2 separate regions of the Zea mays genome follow, and region 1 is linked to region 2. The links are chromatin contacts, called in public Hi-C maps. All regions are on one chromosome and are shown on one strand. Each heading gives the region's core, a stretch centred on a gene start, on an enhancer-like site or on the middle of the called end of the contact. The rest is flanking DNA. Distances are from core to core; before and after follow the strand shown. Region 1 holds the start of LOC103646382 (mitochondrial uncoupling protein 3). Region 2 holds the start of LOC100276555.

Region 1 (6,444 bases), core at 2,820-5,319, 170 kb after region 2:
CCTCGTGTGGACACCGAACGCGGGCCTCGGCAACCGCATCCTCTCCATCGCCTCCGGCTTCCTCTACGCGCTCCTCACCGACCGCGTGCTGCTCCTCCACAGCAGCAGCAGCCACGACCTGGGCGACCTCTTCTGCGAGCCTTTCCCGGGGTCAACGTGGATCCTGCCGGAGAAAGACCTCCCCGCCGTTCACGAGGGGCTCAGCACCCGCACCAACGCGAGCCTCGGGAACACGCTGCGACGTGGCGAGGCGCTCCGCGGGGCGCCGTGGCTCTACGTGCACCTGCTGCACAACTACAACGTCCAGGATAAGCTCTTCTTCTGCGACGAGGTGCAGGCCGAGCTGCGCCGCGTGCCCTGGCTCGTGTTCCAGGCGGACAACTACTTCGCGCCGGGCCTGTTCCTGGTCCCGCGGCACGAGCGGGAGCTCGCGCGCATGTTCCCCCGCCGCGACGCCGTGTTCCACCACCTCGGCCGCTACCTCTTCCACCCCAGCAACGCGGTCTGGGGCATGGTGACGCGGTACCACGGCTCCTACTTCGCCCGGGCGGACGAGCGCGTGGGCGTCCAGGTGCGCGTGTTCAAGTGGGCGCCCATCTCCACCGACCAGTTCTACGCCCAGATCCTCAAGTGCGCGGAGCATGAGAACATCCTGCCAGGCGTCAGCGTGCCCAGAGCCAACACCACCGCCGCCGCCGTGGGCTCCGCCGCCCAGCCGGCCAAACGCAAGGCGGTGGTCGTCGTCTCCCTATACAACGAGTACTCTGAAAAGCTCAGCGAACTGTACCACGAGCACGGCGCGGCGGGCGGGGAGGCGGTGAGCGTGTTCCAGCCGACGCACCTGGGCGAGCAACGCTTCGGTGACCGGCAGCAGGACCAGAAGGCGCTCGCGGAGATGGTGCTACTCAGCTTCGCCGACGTGCTGGTCACCACCGGCGTTTCCACGTTCGGGTACGTCAGCCAGGGGCTGGCCGGGCTGAGACCGTGGGTGCTCATGCCCCCCAACCATGGGAAGGCGCCTGACACGCCGTGCAGGCTGGCCCCCACAATCGAGCCGTGTTTTCACTCGCCGCCGAACTACGACTGCCGGGCGAAGGCCAGAGGTGACACCGGCAGGATGGTCCGGCACATCCGGCACTGCGAGGACTTCCCACAGGGTGTCCAGTTGCTGCAGTCATGAGATACTGTTATTTAGTTCATACATCACACATTCAGATTTTCCCCTCATTATACTGTGATTAAAAGTTATAAATAAAGGTTTAAAGATGACAAACTTTGGACGGCGTACATAATAACTGCTCACGTGAGGGCACATGTCACACAAACATAGCTTGAGCAAGCAATTTTGTTAAGTGCAAAAGGAGCAAAGATGAGAGTATCGGTTTTTTGTGGAATCCAACTGTCCAAGAGTCCTGTATATTGTCAAAAACTCAAAAATACAATGAGGCATAGCAACTTCGTCTGTTTCCCCCCTTGAAAACAGCGAAGGATAAAAGCCCGCAGTCCAGTAAACCAGCATGAAAAGGGTTCGATCCTATAAAGCTACCATGAAGTTGCAGGAATGAACATTTCTGTGATCTAAAAGCCTCTGGAATGAAACAAAAACCCTCCATTATCAAAATGACGAAATGCCTGATGCTTGGCGCAGCTTCTCGTAGGAAACCCAGAACACAAACTGCCACGGGCCAAGCCTTGCCCATGTTGGCAAAAAACCCTTCCACAGTGCCGTTACGCCCTCATGCCTCAAAGTCTTGACCAAGCAATCGTAAGAACTCCTGTACATAGCTTTACCCTCCTTCCCCTGGTTCATCATCCTTGTTTTGATTACATCCGCTGGGCAGCTCAAAGTTGTCGCAGACAGCCCCGACGCGACAGAGGCCAATGTGTGGGCATAAAGGTTGTCAGAGCAAATCTCCTTGTGAATGATGAGATGCTTTGCATGATCGTAGCACGTCAATTCACCCATGTTGACAAGAAATGCCCTCTGTGCATTTGGAACAACCCCCTTCCAAAGTCCCCGGAAACCCTCCGCTCGTATGATTTTAGTGAGAGCATCTGCCATTCCAGTGTAACGTGGTTGAATGCCTTGGCTCAACATCCTGCTGTCTGCTTGCATCCTTACCTTGATGAGATCAGCAGGGCTTGACACCACCTGCACTGCAAAGTAGCAGGAACAAAATTACCTCTGGTGTTATGTAGCAATACAATGGGCAAAGGAATAGTTACTTCATCAAACATTAAAAAAAGAATTAATTTGGGAACATCAATACAGTGCCATATTGATTTTGGAGCATCACCTTCTAATAATACAGTACCATTTTACCATTGCAAATATTGGATATGCTGATTGTTCCAGTACCTTAGCAAGGAACTCTGCGAAGAAGCCTAATCAAGCATAGATGGCTTGTAGATATGCTGATCAGAAGGCCTACCTACTCCCAAGTCCCAATCAATCAAAAGACAAATCCCCACATATTGGACCTATTGTAGGATGTCTAATTTGATTTCCTTGCCCATTTGTAAACCAAGTAGGTCTGAACAGAAGTGTTAGTCAAGTCACCTTTCTGTATTTTGTGTAATCATATTCGGTCACCAAAATGGGCATCACCAGCCACTCCAGTATCATCTCATCCGACAGTATGTATCAAATGTATGATTCACGTTGGTGCATAGCTTAAGTCTAGATCTAGATCCTGAATTCCTAACACCCCTTAGTGCACTACATGTTTTGATTTATATCTGATAGTTCATCAGTTCCTTGTCTGCAGTGGACAAGGACATCATTCCTTTTTTTTTTGCAATGATGGCCCTATGCCCCTATCAGCAACTGTAACTGTTAAGGAAGATCAGATGTGTTGGACGCAAATGGCCACACTATGGGGGTGAAGAATAGAAGCACAGATACAAAGCAATACAATTTGAACACATACTGAAGTTGGCATCTCACTGTTGCTGCTCCTCAATGAAGTCATTGGCTCATCATGCCATGCCATGAAACAACTGAACCAAAAAAAAGGCTGTGTGTTGCTCTATCACCCACCACACTACTTAGGGCACATTTGGATACCATGGGCTAATTGTTATTTTACTAATTTTCTGCTCAAATTTAACTCTAGTGCATTCAAACAAAAGGGCCAATAGATGGACTAACCTTTTAACCAAGTCTTCAACTAGTTGTTAGCCAACTAGCTAGCCAATCATGGCTAATTTGAGCTAATTTTTAGCCCCAACTAGTAACTAGCCACGAGTATTCAAACATGCCCTTAAATATTGAGACTGGTGATAAATTGATGACAGATCAGTAAAAAGTGCCTCTCTCACTTTCGGATAAGATGTTGTCCATGTGCAATTTAATAGGTAGAACAACAAAAGAGTATATTCATAACTCGAAATATACAGCTTGAAATTAATCGAAGCATGTAAATCAAGTATGGTTTGATTAACATTTTGCAAACCTAGCCCAAAACAAGTTCTAACTTTCGCTCTAATTAGACTGTGAGAGTGATGCGCCACAACCTATCTGCAAATCTCATGTGGACTTACCGCTTACGGAATTGTTATTCATAAATAGTTTGGTGTATTTTATCAAGTCCATGTCTCAAAATTTTACCTGCGCGGCAACGCCGGAGAGTCCCCCAGCGAGCGCCTTTTCAGAAAGTCCAACCTCCCGCCCCTCGCTAGCGAGGGTGGAGCGAAGATGCTCGTACCCCACGATGCGAAGCGGGGTGTAGATCAGGTGGCGGAGGACGGCGGGGCAGAAGCCCCGATAAACCCCGCCATCGCGGACGAGCTCGGCCGCGACCCGGATTACGCCGCGCCCGGGCGCGCCGCCGGGGTTGCGGTGGAGTTGGAGGCGCGTCTTGACTGCGTCTAAGGGGTAGGTGGAGGCCTCCGCCATGGCGGCCGACACTGACGAGAGGGCGACCTTAGCAAGGGTCCCGCGGCGGCGGCCGCCGGCGCCGGCGCCGGCGTCGGCGTGGGCTGACATTGCCCCTGGGATTTGGGAAGCTGGTAAGAGGCCCCGCGGCGCGGCGTGGGTTGGGTTTTCTAAAAGCCCAATCTGAGTGAATCTGGACCGAGCAAAAGTGATCCAACGGACTGACCTGTGATCGTTCGCGTAATCGGCCTCGCCTGCACAGGCAGAGGCGCAGGGCCATGTGCAGCCCATTTCATAAGGTCCTGTTGGCTTTGCTATGAATTAGGAGCCCATTTCATATCGGCCTCGCCTGCACAGTTACATAGATTCATGATTTTGCACTCCATCGAAGTGTAACCTCCTAACGGCAGTTTGCACTGTACCAACTTGATCAACTCCAGTTAGGGCTCGTTCGATTGGAGGGAATTAAATATCTTACTAGTTAAAATTAAATAAAAAAGATTTAATTTTCTTGATCCACATGCAACGAATAAGGCATAGTCAAACCTCAATAGAAAGGGATTTAGTACACCTCAATCTCCTTCGATCCCTATGCAAATCACCTCAATCCCCTCGATCCATGTGGGGTCGGAGAAGATTGAGGTGGGCTAAATATCTTTCTATTAAATTTTGGCTAGCAAGGGATTTAATCATGGTATTGTCTGATAAATCAATGTCTATTACTAGTAACGAAAACAACCAAAACATAGTGATCATCATAGTCCACTAAACATAGTGGCCATCATAGTTGCTAAAACATAGTGGTCTATTAAATTTCCTATGTGGATTGGAGGGGATTCAAATGTATTGATGTGTATTTTGACTCTATGGATTTAAACCGACTCAATTTCACCTAGTCCACGTTGATTAGCATCAAACTGAATTAGCCCTAAAATGAGCTGTATCTTGAGGGATTCTAGTGAATAAGATACATGATGTAGATATATTAGGTTGTATTAACAAATTGTTAGTTGTAACTAGTTCTTAAAAACCGTAATGTAGTATCTAGATTGTATATGCCAGCAAAAAAGAAATCCACCATGCCGCGCGCACCTCTTGTCCGTACCGTACAAGACTAACCATCACACTTAGCGTTAACTATGGTTTTATTTTTTTTATTTAATTACTAATTCAAAATGGGCTAGGCCCAATTAAATCCAACATAATATAGTAAAATTTTTAATTGGATCATGAAATAATTTTATAGGAACAAGTTTTTCAATTCCTGCAGAAATTTTAAGGAAATTTCAACAGTTCGAGGAGCTGGCACTTGTGGAAGAACAAATCATATCTTATCTGACTCAGCTAATTGCTAAACAACTATATACTGTATTACATGATCAAAGTGTTACTGTTCTCATGCCGTAATTACAATATGGCTTCTCGGTGTACAATATTTCCGGTGATGGTACAACGATGTACACAGTCCGACAACAGCTAAATTGTCTATCCCTATCGTACAATCCAGTTCACGCAGAACTGCAACTTCATTATTTCAATCCGCTAGGTGCTAGTATTCAAGATCCTGTTTGGCATCTTCATGGATGCAAAAATTGCATGTGTTTTGACATATCTTCTACTTCCTTCGTTTTTTCATTTGTCACGTTTTAGTTTAAAATTGAACTAGCAGACGACAAATATTCGAGAACGAGTGTATCCTTTCCGTGATGCAGTGTTGTGTCTTTACCGGATGCTGTACAGTACAGTGTGGCTGATGATAGTGGTGGTAGCCAGTGTCTCCATTCATGCTGCCTGAAGGACTTGCTGTTGCTGCCGATTCCCACTTCTTGCAGATTCATACGGGAGCGTGTTCAGCACCTTCACCCGGAACATAGCCTGTAGGTTTTGCACAAGTTAATTATAGTTCAGAAGAACAGGTTTCACAGCAACTCAGGGATGAACTCCATCGGATGAACAATTGGCGAAATAAGAGGAACAAACCAAATGTGGAGGAAAAACTAAAAATGCAGTATAGCTACCTTCTTATCGGAACCAAACTCAATGACATCGGAGGGATGGAAACGAACTGGGAAGTTTGGTGGCACGCGGTAACGTCTACCTTCATTGCTGGACAATCATATGAAGGTCAGCGAATAAAATCTTGTTACTGAAATTGTTGAGGAAGGGCATAGAACCATGGCTCTTTCAGGGCTTACTCGGTAATCCAGGTACCATGTTCGCTTCCGAGATCAGTCAGATAGAAAGCTTTATTCTTGCATGTGATAGTAGCATGTCTTTCTGATATCTGCAATGAAGTTCAGAAAACTGAAGACTAGTACGAACAGTTTATGTATAGAAGGCCTTGTACAATGCAACACTTGAAAAGTTCGTTAAAACCTTGTCTCCATTTCGACTAACTAACCTGTGGAGAGGACAATGATAGGGAAGAAGCTGAATCATTAGGATCTGACCGGCTTCTGCAAAAGAAAATTCATTTGAATTGTTCCATAATGCTTTGATTGGGTGCAATTAGAGCAGAAATGAAATTGCTATTAGACATACCCAACAAAGAGTGACCTCTGCTCATC
Region 2 (7,362 bases), core at 2,540-5,039:
CTAGCCGCGGCGAAGGCGACGGGGGCGCCACCGCCGGCGCCGGCGCCGGCTTCTCGAGGTTCGCGCGGCAGAGCGGGCACGTGACCCGCGACTGCAGCCAGGGGTCGATGCACTCCGGGTGGAACGCGTGGGAGCAGTGCGGCAGCAGGCGGAGGTCGTCGTCGTCCTCGAACGCCGTCAGGCACACCGCGCACTCCAGCACGCCCTTGCCGATCTTGTGCTCCACGACCTCCCTGTACGACACAATCGGGAACGTGGCGACGACCGCGGGGTCCAGCCCGCGCTTCCCCCTCCTGGACGGGCCCCCGCCCCCGCCGCCGGCTGCCGCTGCCGCTGCCGCTGCCGCCGCCGCCGCCCCGGGGTCCGCTAGGCGGCACTGGTTGATGTACGCGCAGACGAAGAGCAAGAAGAAGAAGACGCTGATGGCCACCGTGATGAAGGTCGACATGGTGCGGCCGAACTGCGTCTGTTGCGGCGGCGCAGAAGGCGTCTGCCGAGGCGGCGGCGCCGGCGCCGACTGCGCCTGCGCGTCCACGACGACGGCCATGCCGGCGCCGAGGAGGCAGAACACGAGGAGCAGCTGCCGCGTCTCCATCGCTCCTCGCGAAGCACGCACGCAGAGGCACAGATTTGGGGAAACGGCACCACTTCTGCCGCCGGTCTGTCTGCTGTGGAGCGAATCCTGCTTTGACGGCACGAGAAAGTGAGAAACCGATTGGTGTTGCTAGCTAGACGCGCGCTGGTGGTGCTGCGGATGCCTACATCCCACGTCGTGACTCGTGAGTTGGGCGAAATACTTGCTTGCCCCTCTCTCTTTCTTGCCGATCCCAGACCCGCCTAGTTCAGTTCCTGCATCTGGGTGGATCTTTGACGCAGGGTTGGCACGTTTTACATCTGCGCGAGCGCGACTGTGCCGAAGGAGCGGCGGATGGCAGGCAGGCGTGTGCCGAGTGTTTGACACCGGGCCGGGACCGGGAGTATTCTGAGGTTTCGGGGGCTATCAAAGCAGCCGTGGATGGAATGGAAGGTGGTGGTAGGCAACGCATGAAAGGACTCGAAATACTTGAAAAAACTCCTGTGGCTTGCGACCGGTATCTTTATTCCACGCACAATCATGAAACAACAACTCGCAACGTCACCATCTTCGTGGCGAGAATGTGGAGCATAGGACAAACAGTATGCAACAGCATCGTTTCCGCCAGCTCGTAGCCGCTGTACCTGTCGTCTTTACAATAGCTGCAGCCTGCAGGGTAGTTAGGGCCAGGAAGAAGACGAAGGTCACAAGAACGCGCGCACCGATGGCCGTACACAGTTTCTCAGTGTGCTTCGTCATGCCACGAGCCTGGCACTATGTACGTACGTAACCCACTAACCAGACATGATCACATCAATCATGTCAGAGAATAACGTAACGTGCAGAGTGCTTGGGCTGTCCATTGTTTATTCCTTCACACAAGACAACAACAACAAAAAGAACAGACTCGAAACCAACCCGTAATCACTCGACCACTGCCGCCCTGCTGCTGCTGCTGCTAGTCAGTATACAACGCTTCTGCAGCATCAGCTCCCGAAACCTACCCGCGGCGTCGGCGAGACCGGCGCGCAGGAGGGCGTCCAGCAGCCGGTTGCAGGCGGAGACGTCGAACTCGGGGGCCTTAGAGCGCTGCCACTGGTCGACGACCTCCCCGGCATCCTCCAGCCGCCCGCACGCCAGGTAGGACGAGACCACGCAGACGTAGTTCCGGCTCGTCATGCGCTGCTGCTGCTGCGACTGCGACTGCGAGGTCGCCACCATGGACCTCCAGATGTCCCTTATCCTCTCTGGCCTGCCGAGGCCGGCGTGCAAGATGACGAGGAAGTCGTAGGTGATCCATTCCCTCTGGCTGATCCTCGCCTCCCCGGCCTCCACCGGCGGCGAATTCACAGAGCCCAGAAGCTGGCCCGCGTCGACGTACACGGACGCGAGGTCCCGGTACAGCGCCCACCCTCCTTCTGTGGACGACTTCGGGTCTCTGGACATCTCGTCGAGGACTGCTCTGAAGCCCTCGAGATCCATGGACGCCGCGGCCGCGCTGGCACGGAGGTTGTACGTGAACAGGTCCGGAGAGACGTTCTGCCGTTTCAGCTCCTCTGCGACGGCCTCCACTTTACCGAGCTCCCCCACGGAGATGTACAGGGTCATCATCTCGTTGTAGACCAGGGCGTCCATAGGCAGGCTCGCGTCTTTCATCCTCTCGAACAGCCTTTCGGCTCTGTCCGTCATCTTCGACCGGCCATAGGAGTGCAGAAGTGCTGTGTAGGCTTCTAGCGATTTGGCTCCCGGTGGGAGCTTCTCAAAGAAATCTTCCGCGGCACTGGCACCGAAGACCTTGGTAATCAAGTCGATGCGCATTCCGTAGTCGTTCTCTGATAGATCAGACTCGTGATGTGTCTTCATCCAGTCTGCTACCTGTAAAATATGCAGTTAATAGTTAGTTGATACAGCGATCTGTATTTTTTTTCTCCCTAGAAGGGGAAAGGTGTAAACCACCATCGACAAAATGTAATATTGCTAGGGTATGGTGGGTATCAGCATAAGCAACCAAACAAAATAAGAGGAAAGGAATATATGCTATAAGCTTTGCCAACGTAAAAGTCTGGCCGATGACATCCTTCAGGGTTAGCGATAGTTCTCATACAGGATTATCCGATCTCAATGACACAAGACCATTTCGCAAAGGAATGTAAAGGTAAGATGGCTCATCATGTTGTAAAAATATAGAAACGCAATAGCTAGTATCAGTTAGCATTAAAATGGCAACAAAAGGAATACTTGAGACAAATTCAATTGATGAGATGTTGGTTACTAATTATAAGATCATAGCTGCAACCTTCGCCATCATGCCAGTCTTCATGAGCATCTTCATAGGCACCCTCATCAATAAGGAACAAAGTTACAGCACATGAATACAGCTTACTAACCCACAGCAAAATCTAGTTAGAAAAGCTCGGCCTGTTGATGAAACCAGAAGCATCAGCAGCGGCACTGTAAAGAGCCAACCGAACCATCTTAATTATTCAGGTAGATAAACCTACAACGCGTGCACATCACAAATTCTTTTGTACAGATTTTATTCAGAGGGTCTCATATCATAGCCGGCTAGGTTTTGGACACAGCAGTGATGCAAAGTTTTTGCCTGTCATGGGAGGAGCATTATTTGGAACTTTTCCATTTATGTTTTTCTATTGTTTTGGCCTTGCCGTTGGTCTTGGTAGCTATTGCTAGTTGCCTAGTTTTGTACAAAAAATTATCCATTTCCACAACAAAAAAAGAACACATTAGATCAAAGTTCATTGCGCAGCACAGACAATGAATTCAACCCCGCATTCACGAGGCCTATGGCAGGAGGAGCAATAATAACAAGGGACAAGGATTCTGCCGGTGCCGAACCTCAAGGGCGTGCTTGTAGCGACGGACGCGGGTGAGGTCGCGCGCGATGCGGCGGAGCTCCGCCGTGGGTGCGTCGCGTCCCTCACTGGACCACTTCTCGAGTGCCGCCGTCGCGCTCCGCTTCGCCAGGCCCAGTCGGAAGATGCGGCTGCGCAGGTCGTCCCCATCGTGCTCGCCCGTAGCCGCGACCACGCGATCGCCCACGGCGGTCGACGCGGCTTCAGATGAGAAGGTCCCGTGCCCCGCGAGAACAGAGCGGAGGTGGAAGCCGGAGACGGATCGCTTGGAGCGGCCGCCGGCTCGGGTAAGCACCGCCGCCATCTCGTTACCCTGTGCGGCTGTAACCCCGTTCGAGCGAGCGAACCGTGCCGGCAGCGAGGTGCGCAGTGTTACTGTCTTGCAGGGCCGAACCGTTGTATGGGCTGAGCCGTGCTTTACAAATTTGGTGAGACTGGGCCCCCAAAATTGGCCTGTATGACTATTTTCAGCGGCTGTCTTATAGCAATTATAAATAAATAATTTAAAAATAACTTTTGTTCTCAGCTAAACATCTTCAACGAACCTATTCCGCTAAGAGCTAGTTTGGGAACACTAATTTCTCATAGGATTTTCATTTTCCTCCCTTGGGAAAATGAAAATCCCATGGGAAATTAGTGTTCCCAAACTAGCCCTAAATGTAAACTATTTTCGTGGTAAAAGCTTATTTCCAATGGTTCTTCTGTCTCTACTTATTTAACTCATTAGTGTCATTACTTCTTTAAAGCATCAATTTTTTGGATTGCGCGCCATCTAACTATGGGCCATTGTCAATGGGTTGTTACACTATAGATAGATTGTTATACTATAGATAGACCGTAAAAAAACAACAAAGCCCAACACGACATAAAAGCCACACATATCACATCGGTTCTACATAGTATCATCTACTAACTGAAGGAGGACGAGCGATCGAGCGGAATATAAAAAGCGGGTTAGGCTCCTTTTTAATACATATCTTTCTCGTTTTTTTTGCTAAGGAGCTGTTTGGAAGTAACCTAGTTTTTAAGTATCTATTTTTTAGAAACTGGTTTATTGAAAAAGCTAGTTTATGGTGTTAGGAACCACCTCGGTTTTCATAAACTCGTTTTATCTAGGGAGGCTTGCTTCTTAGTTTTTAAGAAGATGGGAATCCAATTTCTAATATCTAGGATACAAACTGGTATGTTCCTCGGTTTTTATAAACTAGTTTCTTAAAAACTTGGTGCTTCAAAACATGCCATAAGTAAAAGTTTAATATTTGTTATTGTCAGTTTAATATCTGATATGTGGACAAAATGTTCGCTTTGTTATTAATTTTATTTTTTATGGATATCAAATATGATTATGTATCATCGCATCGTACAGTATTTTGATAGTCTCTAGTATATTTAAGCGGTAGTTTCTTCGTGCGTCTCATATGTGTCGTCGCAACACACAATATTTTGCTAGTATCTACTATATTTAAGTGGTAGTTTCTTCGCATGTCTCACTCCCATCTCCACGTGAAATCCAAAAAATAAGCACAGAACTTAGGGTTTTAACCATTACCATCTCCCTCCCACACTCAATTTCTAACAACTGAAACACATATTCATTTGTATTCTATAAAGGATAGATGTTATAAATATTATAAATATATAAGGCCCTATTTGGGAACAAGGTTTTTGAAAACCACAGTTTTTGAAATACTACAGTATACTTTATGTTATTCATTTTGGGGTTTTCCCTTTATTTTCTTTTGAGGAAATAAAGAAATGAATTAAAAAAAATAAGTGGTCAGCCGGACTGGGCCTTTTTTAGGCCCGTAAGCCAAGCAGCCCAGCCGGCTGGGAATAATCCCTAGGGCACTTCCGTGCCTCTGGCAGAGAGACAGCGGAGAGGAAGAGAGCGCAGGCAGCTGAGCGGCAGCGGAGGCTCAACGGCTTGGCCGGCTTGCACGGCTGCCTCTTCGCGTTTCCTCTCTATTCAACGGCCTCCGAATTTGGTGCCTGGTCTCTGCTCCATAAGTATGGATGCGTTTCCCCTCTCTCTGGCACTGGCTGAGCAGTCAGATGTTCTTCTTCCTCTCTCCGTGTGTGCTGCTCCGTTGAGAACTCAGTTCGTTCCCTGGTATTGCTGGGAGTGGTTCAAAGAGATAGGAAGTGGTGATGTGCTTGCGCAGCGTGTCTTTCCTATGCTCTGTTGCCGAAACCGTGCATCTGTGTAGTGCTGCGGTTCTTCTCTGATTATTGTCCACCGTGGCCTGGTGCTTGGGCTCCCTCTGCGCGGTGTTCCTCTTCTCGGGCTGGTGCCGTGGACGTCTCTCTCGGCTCCGGCAGCGGCTCTAGTATCTCCGTCAACCTCCCGCCGTGCAGGCCCGGACGTGGGCGGCGGAATTGGTTTTCTGGGACAGAACCTTGTGTTCGCTGAGCTGGTCTTCCCACGTAGACAATCTACGTGCTGTGAGTTATTCGTTGTCTCACTTTATTTACTGTTTAATTTTGTGCAATCTGCTAGTATTAAATACTTGGGTGTGATTGCACTGTTGTAGGCGGATTTGCGTGCTCGATGATGATAGCGGTGTAGTGAGACAATGTGACAGTCTGGGTTTTAGTGTATTATCATTTTCAGAATTGATATTATTTGTGCCTAATTAAATCTCTCTTTGTTGAGGCTGTTTGCCTGTGTTAAATTCTGTTATTTTATTTAGTACACAGCTCCTTAGTATTAGTATTTAGATTTGATTATTAGGCTTATTACATCTGATCTAAAACCCTGATTTAGTAAGATAGGGCTGTCACGTTAGTCGAGGATCTCTGATCACCTATTAGCGTTGAAGGGTTGTTTATTACAGCAACCCACTATTTTGAGAGCAATACTTTAAGATAAACAATCATGTTTATTTGTTTAATCTGCCTTCTTCATCAGCAAGTCATGTTTAATTATAAAATGGACCTGAGATGCTATTTTACATGTTTACATGTTCTAGAATTGCTACTGTTCATTGCTGCAATAATTATATATGGCATTTGTCTGAGTTATATGCTTGTTTTATTCGGAATTAGAATATTTAATTTATTTAAATATGAAGGAAGCATGTCACTTATTTCTCTAATTTACAACAATCCAGAAAACCAATTCGTATTATGGTCTCCAGTTCTGATGTCATTAAGCCTGAAGTGTTCGACGGCGCTAGCTTTAAGCGCTGGCAGATTAAGACTCGCATGTGGCTCACTGACCTAAAATTATTTTGGGTAGTGACGTCGGCTGTTCCCGAGGCTGCATCAGATAATGCTGATGATGCAGCGAAGGCCGCCGCACTTGCGGAGAAGGCCAAGTGGGACGAAGCTAATGAGGCATGCTTGTCTCGTCTGTTGAACGTCTTGTCGAACCGCTTATTTGACGTGTACTCTGGTTTTACCTCCGCTAAGGGTCTATGGACTGAACTTGAGAACGAGTTCTCTGAAGTTGACAATGGCAATGAGTCATTCACAACGGAAAACTACCTCAACTATAAAATGGTTGAGGGAAGGTCTGTTATGGAACAGCTACAGGAGATTCAACTCCTTGTTAGGGACTTGGTCCAATATGGCTGCGTCCTACCAGACAGTTTTCAGGTGAATGCAATACTGGCAAAGCTCCCGCCTTCTTGGCGAGACTTTGTGACTTCACGCCGCCACATGAAGAAGCAAATGACTCTCACTGAGTTGTCAGCTGTGATTAATGTGGAAGAGCGTGCAAGGTCCAGTAACAAGCCATCCCAGCAACTCCAGGCTCACGTTGTTGAGAAGGGTGGAGATAGAAAATTCCAGAAGAAGAAGAAGAACTCTCCACAGAAGAATATGAACCAACCTAAGTCCAAAAAGATGAAGAAGAAAAGGAGGACTTTATCTGCTACGTTTGTGGTGTCTCCGGGCATACAGCTCGGAGGTGCA

What was found. Hi-C and Micro-C count contacts between places; a contact is called where the count stands out from the background.
Region 1: a contact with region 2 is called in a Hi-C map of endosperm, with 2.0 times the contacts expected there. The contact joins the promoter of LOC103646382 here to the promoter of LOC100276555 in region 2. A contact is called at or near these places in 2 of 25 Hi-C or Micro-C datasets (bundle sheath and endosperm).

The regions. Positions count from the first base shown.
Region 1 is chr2:46,236,407-46,242,850 of Zm-B73-REFERENCE-NAM-5.0, forward strand. LOC103646382 (mitochondrial uncoupling protein 3) reads right to left here and starts at 4,070. Exons shown (of 2, transcript XM_008671113.4): 1 at 3,611-4,070; 2 at 1,332-2,152. The coding sequence starts at 3,988. The coding sequence ends at 1,616. LOC100285076 (zeaxanthin epoxidase) reads right to left here. Exons shown (of 16, transcript NM_001157971.2): 12 at 6,419-6,444; 13 at 6,279-6,333; 14 at 6,073-6,161; 15 at 5,896-5,983; 16 at 5,192-5,752. The coding sequence ends at 5,660. LOC103646383 (probable fucosyltransferase 7) reads left to right here. Exons shown (of 2, transcript XM_008671114.2): 2 at 1-1,545. The coding sequence ends at 1,180.
Region 2 is chr2:46,064,169-46,071,530 of Zm-B73-REFERENCE-NAM-5.0, forward strand. LOC100276555 reads right to left here and starts at 3,790. Exons shown (of 2, transcript NM_001374063.1): 1 at 3,431-3,790; 2 at 1,357-2,449. The coding sequence starts at 3,751. The coding sequence ends at 1,499. LOC103646378 (E3 ubiquitin-protein ligase ATL6) reads right to left here and starts at 1,047. Exons shown (of 2, transcript XM_020548284.3): 1 at 763-1,047; 2 at 1-682. The coding sequence starts at 595.